Linked DNA regions of Mus musculus: all the other regions are linked to region 3. A link is a contact called in public HiChIP or PLAC-seq and promoter capture Hi-C data. All regions are on one chromosome and are shown on one strand. The core of a region is the stretch at or near the end of the contact, and the rest is flanking DNA. Distances in the headings are between cores, read along the strand shown. Region 1 overlaps Nomo1 (nodal modulator 1). Region 2 holds the start of Rasip1 (Ras interacting protein 1). Region 3 holds the start of Cyth2 (cytohesin 2).

Region 1 (2,700 bases), core at 116-2,615, 240 kb before region 3:
CCCTGAAGCCCCCGTGCCTGCGGCCAAGCAGACAGGCACTGGCCTGCACTCCACTGAGGGAAGCGGGCGACAGAAAGTGCGAGGCCAGCCTGGGCAATGCAGCACAACTCAGCCTCAAAACCAGAAAGAGAAAAGGTGGGAGGGGGCTGGGCAGTTAAGAGCACTGGCTGCTCTTCCCGAGAACCTGGTTCTGATTCCTCCGTGGAGACTCACAGCCATTAGTAACTCCAGCCCTAGAGGATCCATGCCCACATCTGGCTTCCACAAACACAGCACACAGGTAATACAGACACACATAGGCACAACACCCACATACACAAAAGAAAAAAAAACAATAATCTAGGCCAGCTGCGGTTCCGCCCTCTTTAATCCCAGCACTAGGGAGGGCAAGGCATTTGGATCTGCTAAGTTTTGAGCCAGCCTGGTCTACATGGTGAGTTCCAGGACAATCAGGGCTACATAATAGAGAAAGCTGATCTCAAAAACAAACAAACAAAACAAAAACCAAAAAACAACAACAACAAAATAATAATAACTTTAAAAATGGTTTAAGGACCAGACATACAACTCAGCAGTAACCGTTGGCCCAGCATGTCTGAAACCCTGGGTTTGGTCCACAGAACTGCAAAACGAAAATAAAAGGAAAACAAGAGAAGAAGCGAGTGAGTGCGCTCTGCCCACAGGAAGCAGCCTAGAGAACTCAGCTGCACTAGTCAACAGTGTACTGGGCACACCACAGAAATGCTACACACAGCACAGCTTGCTGACCTCCCACAGCCTGAGGAGCGGGCACTGTGATCCCAACGCGGCAGGAAGAGACAAGACCACGCAGCCGCACCGCACCACACCGAGCTGCCCAGCTGCCCACGGGCTGAGGAGGACCTGTAACACTGCAGGCTGAGGATGCCTTCCCTGGCAGGTGGGAACCCAGGGTAGAAAAGGGAACTTGGCTTAACTGTCATTACACTCTTGCTGTGCCAGGCTCCAGCAATTGCTATAAGCCATTTACTTCTCTCTCTCTCTCTCTCTCTCCCTCTCTCTCTCTCTCTCTCTCTCATTCTCTCTCTCTCTCTCTGTGTGTGTGTGTGTGTGTGTGTGTGTGTGTGTGTGTGTAGACCAGAGGGTAACTTGCAGGATTTGAGGCTGAGCCGTCTTGCCCGCCCCGCTGGGCACTCTCTCTGAGGCTGAGCCGTCTTGCCCGCCCCGCTGGGCACTCTCTCTGAGGCTGAGCCGTCTTGCCTGCCCCGCTGGGCCCTCTCTCTGAGGCTGAGCTGTCTTGCCCGCCCCGCTGGGCACTCTCTCTGAGGTCCCTCAGAAGCAGCACATACCAGAGTGATGGCGTGTGAGAGTGCGCAGCGCAGCATGTAACCGGTCTGCCTGAACTCCACCGCAGACACGTCGTCCTCCAGCACTTCCACTTCCAGACTCTTGTTCCTCCAGCACCAGTCCTCATGCATGATGCTTACTGCAAAGCCAACACATGGGGCTGGGGCCTCACGGTGCCGGGCAACTAGGGGCCTGCAGCACTGAGCAACTGGGGACCTGCTAGCTAGCTGCAGAGGAGTACACATGTACTAAACACAGAATTGTGCACTTTAATCCTAGTACTCTGAAGGCTGAAGTACAAGGATTAAGAGTTCAAAGCCAGCCTGTCACCGCAGGTATCTGTAGAGAGACCGGAGGACCTCACTTGACCGCCATCGCAAACCCTACAAGTTTCTGAGTGCTTAGCCCGAGCGTCAAGCCCTGGAGGCCCCGCTTCCTCAGCTCAGTACCCTGTCTAAAAAGAAAATACACTTTACATAAAAATACCTAAGCAGGAAGCAATGTTCAGGGCAGGTCGCTGCCAAAGAAAAACTGACATCAGTGGCCACTGTCACCACAAATAAGGAAATCCATCTAGGCAGAAGATGCCAGGTTACAAGATATTCATGGGCCGCTACACTTTTTGTAAATTGTCTGACTTTTGTTGTTGTTTTGGCAAATTTCAAACTCCTTGACTCAAAAGACTCTCCCTCCTCCGCCCGCCCGGCACCCGGATTCTAGTCAGCTTTGCGGGTCTGGGCTTCTGGACTCTGCCAGGGAACTGTGAGCAGCAACAGTCATACGAGCTCATGGGCACGTCAGGACTCTGTGAAACTAAAGAAACAGGCAGCCAGCTCTTTCTGAGACAGAGAAACACAAGCCCCCAAGAGAAAAGTCTACCTCACTAGGTAGAAGTCTAGTCCCTGCCACCAGCTGCAAGCTGCTCTTCAAAACAGAGGCAAGAGCTGGCTTACCGAGGGCAGGAAGGGCACCAGCGTGGGGCCCTGCCCTGCCGACCAGGCCCTGTGCTCTGCCTCTTAGTCTCTCCTTGAGAAAGGCCACTGTACCGTTTCAAGGGTAAGGTATCGGTCAGGGGAGGAGAAAGAATGACTGGGCAAGGTCACTCTAGCTAGGCCTAAGTGGCAGACATGAGAACAGAACTATCGTGCTCCTTCTGGCATTTAGAAATAAAACAGTTTTTGCCAGGCACCGTCCCAGAGCACATGCAGGGCAGAACCTCTGTGACAAAGGAGCTAACTTGGCAGGTAAGGTCCTGGGACAGAGTTCCCTAGGAGAGGCCTACAGTAAGCCCACAGAGGAGCAGGCTTGGGAGAGCGAGCTCCTGAGAGTATCAGGCCCCATCTTACTTTTGTATCTCCCAGGCAGAACTTTGTC
Region 2 (2,700 bases), core at 182-2,681, 190 kb after region 3:
GCAGAGGGCGCTCCGCGTCGGCCAACACCCGCAGGTGCTCGGCACGCCACTCGCCTCCGCCCACGCCGACCGCGGGCCGGCCCAGAGCGTCGCAAAGCGCGTAGGCGTCCACGCAGCCGCTGTCGCCCGCTCCGCGGCCGCCCGTCAGCCCGTAGCGCTCCAGCGCCTCCGCCACCAGCTCGCGCGCGGTGGATCGCTCCGTAGCCAGCACGCTCTTGTAGTTGGCGCCCGACGCCAGCCCAGAAGCGAAGATCTTGAGCACTCCCGGGGGCACCGCGGCACGCGTGGGCAACGGGGGCTCCGGAGCTACACCCGCCGCCAGTTCAGGCAGCTTCTTCTCGCTGGCCCAGCGCTGCGCGCCCCCAGGCGTGCCAGGACCCCCGGCGCCGCCGGCCCCTGAGCCCCGAAACAGCTGCGAGATGCGCTTGGCTCGGCTGCCCGACGCTCCCCCCGCCGCCTTCACCGCACCTACGCGCCGCAGCTCCACGTGCGGCGGCGGCGGCGGCGGCGGCAGGGGCTCGCTGCTTCGGCTCCCCGTGTCGGAGGACGAGGACCTGAGGAGAAAGAAGTGGGCAGAGAGGACACAGAAGAGAGAATCAGAGACAGAGACACAGAGAGAGACAGAGACACAGAGAGACACCCAGAGATAGTGCCCAGAAAGAGGGGCCAAAGACACAGAGAAACCGAGAAAGGGGGAGGGACAGAAACTCAAGAGTCAGAGACAAAGAACCAAAGAAAAGGGACAAAGGGATGGGAGCAGAAAACCAAGATGGTGGTGTGCGGTGGGAAGAATGGAGATAAGAGAGATAGGTAATAAAATTAATAAAGATATGACCCTTGGTAAGAAATAGGTGAACAGAGAGAGGGGATGTGTACTGCGTTCCATCCCAGTGCCCACTTCTTCTCTCCCTGTGCCTCGACGTCACTGTGTTCCACTGTCACCCCCCAGCTCGCTTGTCTATTTAGGACAGGAACCACTGCCCACTTTTGTAGGGTCGCTGGCATGACCCAGTGATAAACAGGGACAAATGGCAGGCATACCATAGAGGTTGACCACTTACTTGACAGAGGCAGCGCTGGGCCAGCGCCGCCCCAGTTTGGCGAGCTGTTTCCTTGGGGAATTGATCCACAGGCCCACTGGAAGATGGAGCTTCCCGAAGCGGGGGCTTCCGCCCTCCTTTCGTTCACCAGATAGCATGGCCCTAAGGGAAGAGGGGAAGGCCCCAAGTCCTAAGGCCACAGTCGGGTGGGGTGGGGTAGAGTGGGGAGCTACGGAAGAGAGAATCAGTTCTGGTTCCTGAATCCCAGGGAGTAAGAGGGGCAAAGAAATGAGCTCCTAGGTCCCAGGATGGGTGGAGTCACTGTTGTGGCTCTTACCCTGCTTCGGGTCCCGTAGCACCCGGAGGCCCTGGTGCTGTTGGCCTCCGTTAAGTCCCAGTCCCTCTGTAAAGTGTTTTCCTCTGCCCAAGCTCCCAGCACTGGGTGGGGGACAGGAAAAGGCAAGAGGAAACCCGGCAGGAAGAGCGGGGAGGGGGCGTCCTGTGAGGAGACCAGGCCTGGGGGAGGAGATGAGGCAGGGCTGGCCCTGGCCTGCGCCTTGATTCTGGGCCCACCACTCACTCATGGGCCACCTAGAAAGGGAGGTCCCATGTTCCAGCTACAACTCCCTCAGATGGCGGGGGAGGGCACATCCAGATCTCCTCTCTTGGAGCCAGAAGTCAGAACCAGTCCCCAAAAGTAAGTCAAATACAAATCTTTATTAGTTTTCTGTTGCCTCGCTCTTATCTCCAGAGTAGTCAGAGTTAAAATCTGCCTGAGAGGCCTTCTTCAATCCCATCTGTTGGGACAAACTCTGATCTGACTTGGATCCTGACGCGGTGGGTTTGACTTCGTCACTTGCATTCTTCAATTTAGCGCTGACTTTCCTAAAGTGAAGTACCCTGGGGCAGGACATAGGTGCACAGAACCACATTAGGTCACAGGTTGAGTGAAGTACACACTTTCCTGAACCGCCCCCCCCCAAGCCTAACTTAACAGTTTATATAAGCCTTGTCCTCCTAAGTGAGCCCCAAAGGAAAGTGCCCAGTAGCTTCCTGTCCTGTTGCCAGCACTGGATTGTAGGATGCCCTCCCTCCACCCAGGCCCGACCCACTCCAAATCACTTCCCTCCACAAGGCCGTTTCCTTTCCATCCATCCATCCGTCCATCCAAGCCCTTGTCTGCACCCTTCTATAAAATCTCTCCATAGCCAAGACTACACTCCTCCATCAAGCCACTCCCCTCCACCAAGCCCCTCCTCTCCGCCAGCTCCCTTCCTTCCATCAAGCCTGCCTCTGTCTTCAAGCCCCCCTCTTACCCAGACCCCCAAGTCCTCTATCAAGACATGCTCCGGCCCATTGGACACACAAACTTTATATGCCCCAGTACAGGGGAATGCCAGGGCCAAAAAGGGGGAGGGGGTGGGTAGGGGAGTGGGGGTGGGTGGGTATGGGGGACTTTTGGTATAGCATTGGAAATGTAAATGAGCTAAATACCTAATAAAAAAATGGAAAAAAAAAAGACATGCTCCTTTCAAAGCTTGTCTCATTCCTGCTTTTCCTCCACTGCACCTGCGTCTCTTCCCTTCACCCAAGTCCACTTTATCTAAGGCCCACCCTCCCTTTAAATTTCCTGGTGAACAGCTCACGAGATAATGATGCT
Region 3 (2,700 bases), core at 71-2,570:
TAAGTTGGTTGGGCTGAACAGGCAGGGACATGGGATTCTAATGAAAAGAGAGAACTGGGTAGAACTGGTGTACCCAGGGTCTCCAGAAGAGAAGGCATGGGTCACGCCAGTCGTAAAGGTCACAGAGGGGATTAGGAGGCTCCGTGACTAATCCAGAGGCTTACCCAAGTCCTGGCCCAGAATCCGCCCCCACCTGAGCAGCTCAGGGACACAAATGAGGACAAGACCTGGAAGCCCCATCATGGGCCTGGGATTTACAAGTGTGCCGGAGTTCCCCATCACACAGGCCCCTCACTGCTTTCCCTGTAAAGAGGAGAATAATGTGTGGAGGAATGAGTTTAAGAAGAGCAGTGAGCCGAGCAGTGGTAGCGCACGCCTTTTAATCCCAGCATTTAGGAGGCAGAAGTAGGAGGACTTCTGAGTTCGAGGGCAGCCTGGTCTACAGGGTGAATTCCAGGACAGAGAAACCCTGTCTCGAAAAGAAAAAAAAAAGGGGGGGGGGCAGGAGTGTGGGAACTGAAAAGGTTGGGTGGAAGGAGGACTTTAAGCACAGGGTCTTGGAGAGTTGACAGAGTGCCAGGCAGAAGATTCTGAGGAAAAAGGGGTGTCTTGGGAGAATGCCTGGGGAAGGCAGGATTTTAGGAAGAGGAAGCTAAGAGGGAGAGTTTAGGAGGAAGAGTCACCGCGCATTCACGGTACCCAATACCATAACATTTGGAAGAAAGAATGCTTTTATTTACCATCCTTTGATTCTGAGGAGATTTGAGGTATGTAGGAAAGTCTCATGTAGAGGTATGAAAAGGGTTCAGAGATAGCGACCTGCAGAGAATTACCCTGAGAAAGGAGGCAAAAAGACCGACCTGTGTGGCTCGCAGTTGCTTGGCAACCACTGCGGTCAAAAGCTAGCGTGGAGGGCCAGGAGGTGTGGCTCGAGCTGCAACCCAAGGTTGAGACCCCGCCCTTGACAACAAAACTAACAAAGCACCGCCCCCTAACAACGAATGCCTGTTGGGGGGGGGTGGAGGGTTAAGTACCGCTAGTCTGGCTTGTGCGCAGGCGCAATCTCCCCTCTCCATGAAGCCACACCTCCTGGTCACTTCTTTATCAATTTTCTTATTGGAGGATAAAGCTGCCAAGGATTTTCCTTTGTTTCGGGGGCGGGACCGAGCACACTACCCACAGTCCGATTGGTCAGGCTAGCAGTCTATCGCCAGCTGTACGTGCCTGCATCTCCTTCTTGTGTGCCTATTGGTCCTGGAAATGATCCTGTGGGGCTAGGGGGCGGAGCATTCTGGGAGACCCGCAGCAGATTGGGTGGTGTCAAAGCAAGGGGCGGGCCCCACCGGCCGGGCGGTTGGGCCGTGAAGGGAGAGTCTTTTCGGCGCTGAGGACGGGCGCTGAGGAGGCGGCGGTGGCTCCTGGGGCGTTTGAGCGGGCTCACTCGAGCCCGCGGGCCGACGCGGACGCAGGCCCAGCCGGCGGAACCGCCCCGGACTCCCCGCGGGCCTTCCTAGCCGCCATGGAGGACGGTGTCTACGGTAGGCCGGGCGAGGCGGGCGGGCGGGCGGAGCGGCTCCCGAGCCCCGCCGCGGACAGCAGGGCAGTGGCGAGGCTTCTTTCAGCGCGCGGGACGGGCTTCCGGCGCGGTCGAGAGCCGGGGGTCCCGGGCCATTGTTTGGGCCGAGCCCGCTTCCGGCGACGGCGGGCGGGGCGGGGCGCGCAGCGGGGCGGGGCGTACACCCGCGGGAGCGGCGGCCTGGCTTTCTTCCTGCGGACCTAGGCTTAACGCCGTCCTTTCCGACCCTGACCCAGGGTCCTGCTGCCGTAGCTTGTTTCTACTGTGTACCCCAGATCCAGGCCACGTTGTCCGCTATGGCGGAACCAGAACCTCGTTTCTTTTCCAAGAAATGCACCCAAGATTCAGGACCCCCAACTTTCCCATCATGATGGAGCCAGAATCTGGCCCCCTTACGAGAAATGCACCCCAGGTTCATGCTAGGATCCCTACAGTGGTGGATCCAGAAGCCAGAGTCCTGGTGTCTTTCCAAGATTTGCATCCGAGATCTAGGACCCCAAAGCCCTTTTGATGATGAAGCCATGAGTCCAAGGCCCTGTGTCCTTCCAAGTAATGTTTCCAATATCCAAGCATCCTGTTCTACTGTGTTGGGACCAAGGAGCCAGGGCTTCCAAATAAAGCATCTAAAATTCAGACTCAGGAGTTTCTAATTGTGGTGATGGGTCCAGAATCCCAGGGACTGGTTGCCTTTCAAGTAATTGGCCCAGAAATTCATCCTCAGACCTATGAGCTGGGATTCCTAGGCACTTCTGACACAAACTCAGGACTCAGTTTTACTCCCTCTCCTCAGACTTCTGGTACCCATTCCTCTTCTGGACAGGAATCCAGGCCCCCAGCCCAAATCCTTTCTCAGGATGCAGGAGTCCTGACCCCCAGAACTAATTTCTTGACCCTGGTCCCCAGAGCCCCCAGACTTGACTCCAGAGGAGCGCATGGAGTTGGAGAACATCCGGCGGCGCAAGCAGGAGCTGCTGGTGGAGATCCAGCGCCTGCGAGAAGAGCTAAGTGAAGCTATGAGCGAGGTGGAGGGTCTGGAGGCCAATGAGGGCAGGTGAGGCCTGTGGGCACTCATGGGACATGGGGCTTAGCCAGGGCCCTGGATGCTCAAGCATCGGCCCTTGGCT

The links. Promoter capture Hi-C pulls out the DNA fragments that hold promoters and counts their contacts. HiChIP or PLAC-seq counts read pairs in DNA pulled down with a chosen protein or histone mark.
Region 1: a promoter capture Hi-C map of hematopoietic stem and progenitor cells shows a contact between it and region 3, with 2.4 times the contacts expected there. The contact joins the enhancer-like site here to the promoter of Cyth2 in region 3. A contact is called at or near these places in 4 of 39 promoter capture datasets (the C10 cell line, embryonic stem cells, hematopoietic stem and progenitor cells and 1 more), 1 of 115 datasets of contacts at active chromatin or transcription factors (memory CD8 T cells) and 2 of 9 other capture datasets (adipose tissue and pancreatic islet).
Region 2: an H3K27ac HiChIP or PLAC-seq map of microglia shows a contact between it and region 3, with 4 times the contacts expected there. The contact joins the promoter of Rasip1 here to the promoter of Cyth2 in region 3. A contact is called at or near these places in 4 of 39 promoter capture datasets (cranial neural crest, liver, neural stem cells and 1 more), 3 of 484 Hi-C or Micro-C datasets (Th1 cells, embryonic stem cells and extraembryonic endoderm stem cells), 3 of 115 datasets of contacts at active chromatin or transcription factors (effector CD8 T cells, memory CD8 T cells and microglia) and 2 of 9 other capture datasets (adipose tissue and liver).

What each region holds. Positions count from the first base shown.
Region 1 is chr7:46,057,181-46,059,880 of GRCm38.p6, reverse strand. It overlaps Nomo1 (nodal modulator 1), which reads right to left. Exons shown (of 31, transcript NM_153057.4): 14 at 2,673-2,700; 15 at 1,329-1,465. Among named protein-coding and RNA genes, the nearest start is that of Gm39010, 17 kb to the right of the region's middle. Within about 2 kb of position 1,365, at least 108 of the 459 cell types and tissues checked have an H3K27ac peak or open chromatin away from gene starts, as enhancers often do. A contact at or near this core is called in hematopoietic stem and progenitor cells and memory CD8 T cells, where this site is marked.
Region 2 is chr7:45,626,268-45,628,967 of GRCm38.p6, reverse strand. It overlaps Rasip1 (Ras interacting protein 1), which reads right to left and starts at 1,431. Exons shown (of 12, transcript NM_028544.1): 1 at 1,378-1,431; 2 at 1,062-1,202; 3 at 1-554. The coding sequence starts at 1,198. Izumo1 (izumo sperm-egg fusion 1) reads right to left here. Exons shown (of 10, transcript NM_001018013.1): 9 at 2,687-2,700; 10 at 1,726-1,940. The coding sequence ends at 1,760.
Region 3 is chr7:45,812,936-45,815,635 of GRCm38.p6, reverse strand. Cyth2 (cytohesin 2) reads left to right here and starts at 1,320. Exons shown (of 13, transcript NM_011181.3): 1 at 1,320-1,538; 2 at 2,480-2,627. The coding sequence starts at 1,520.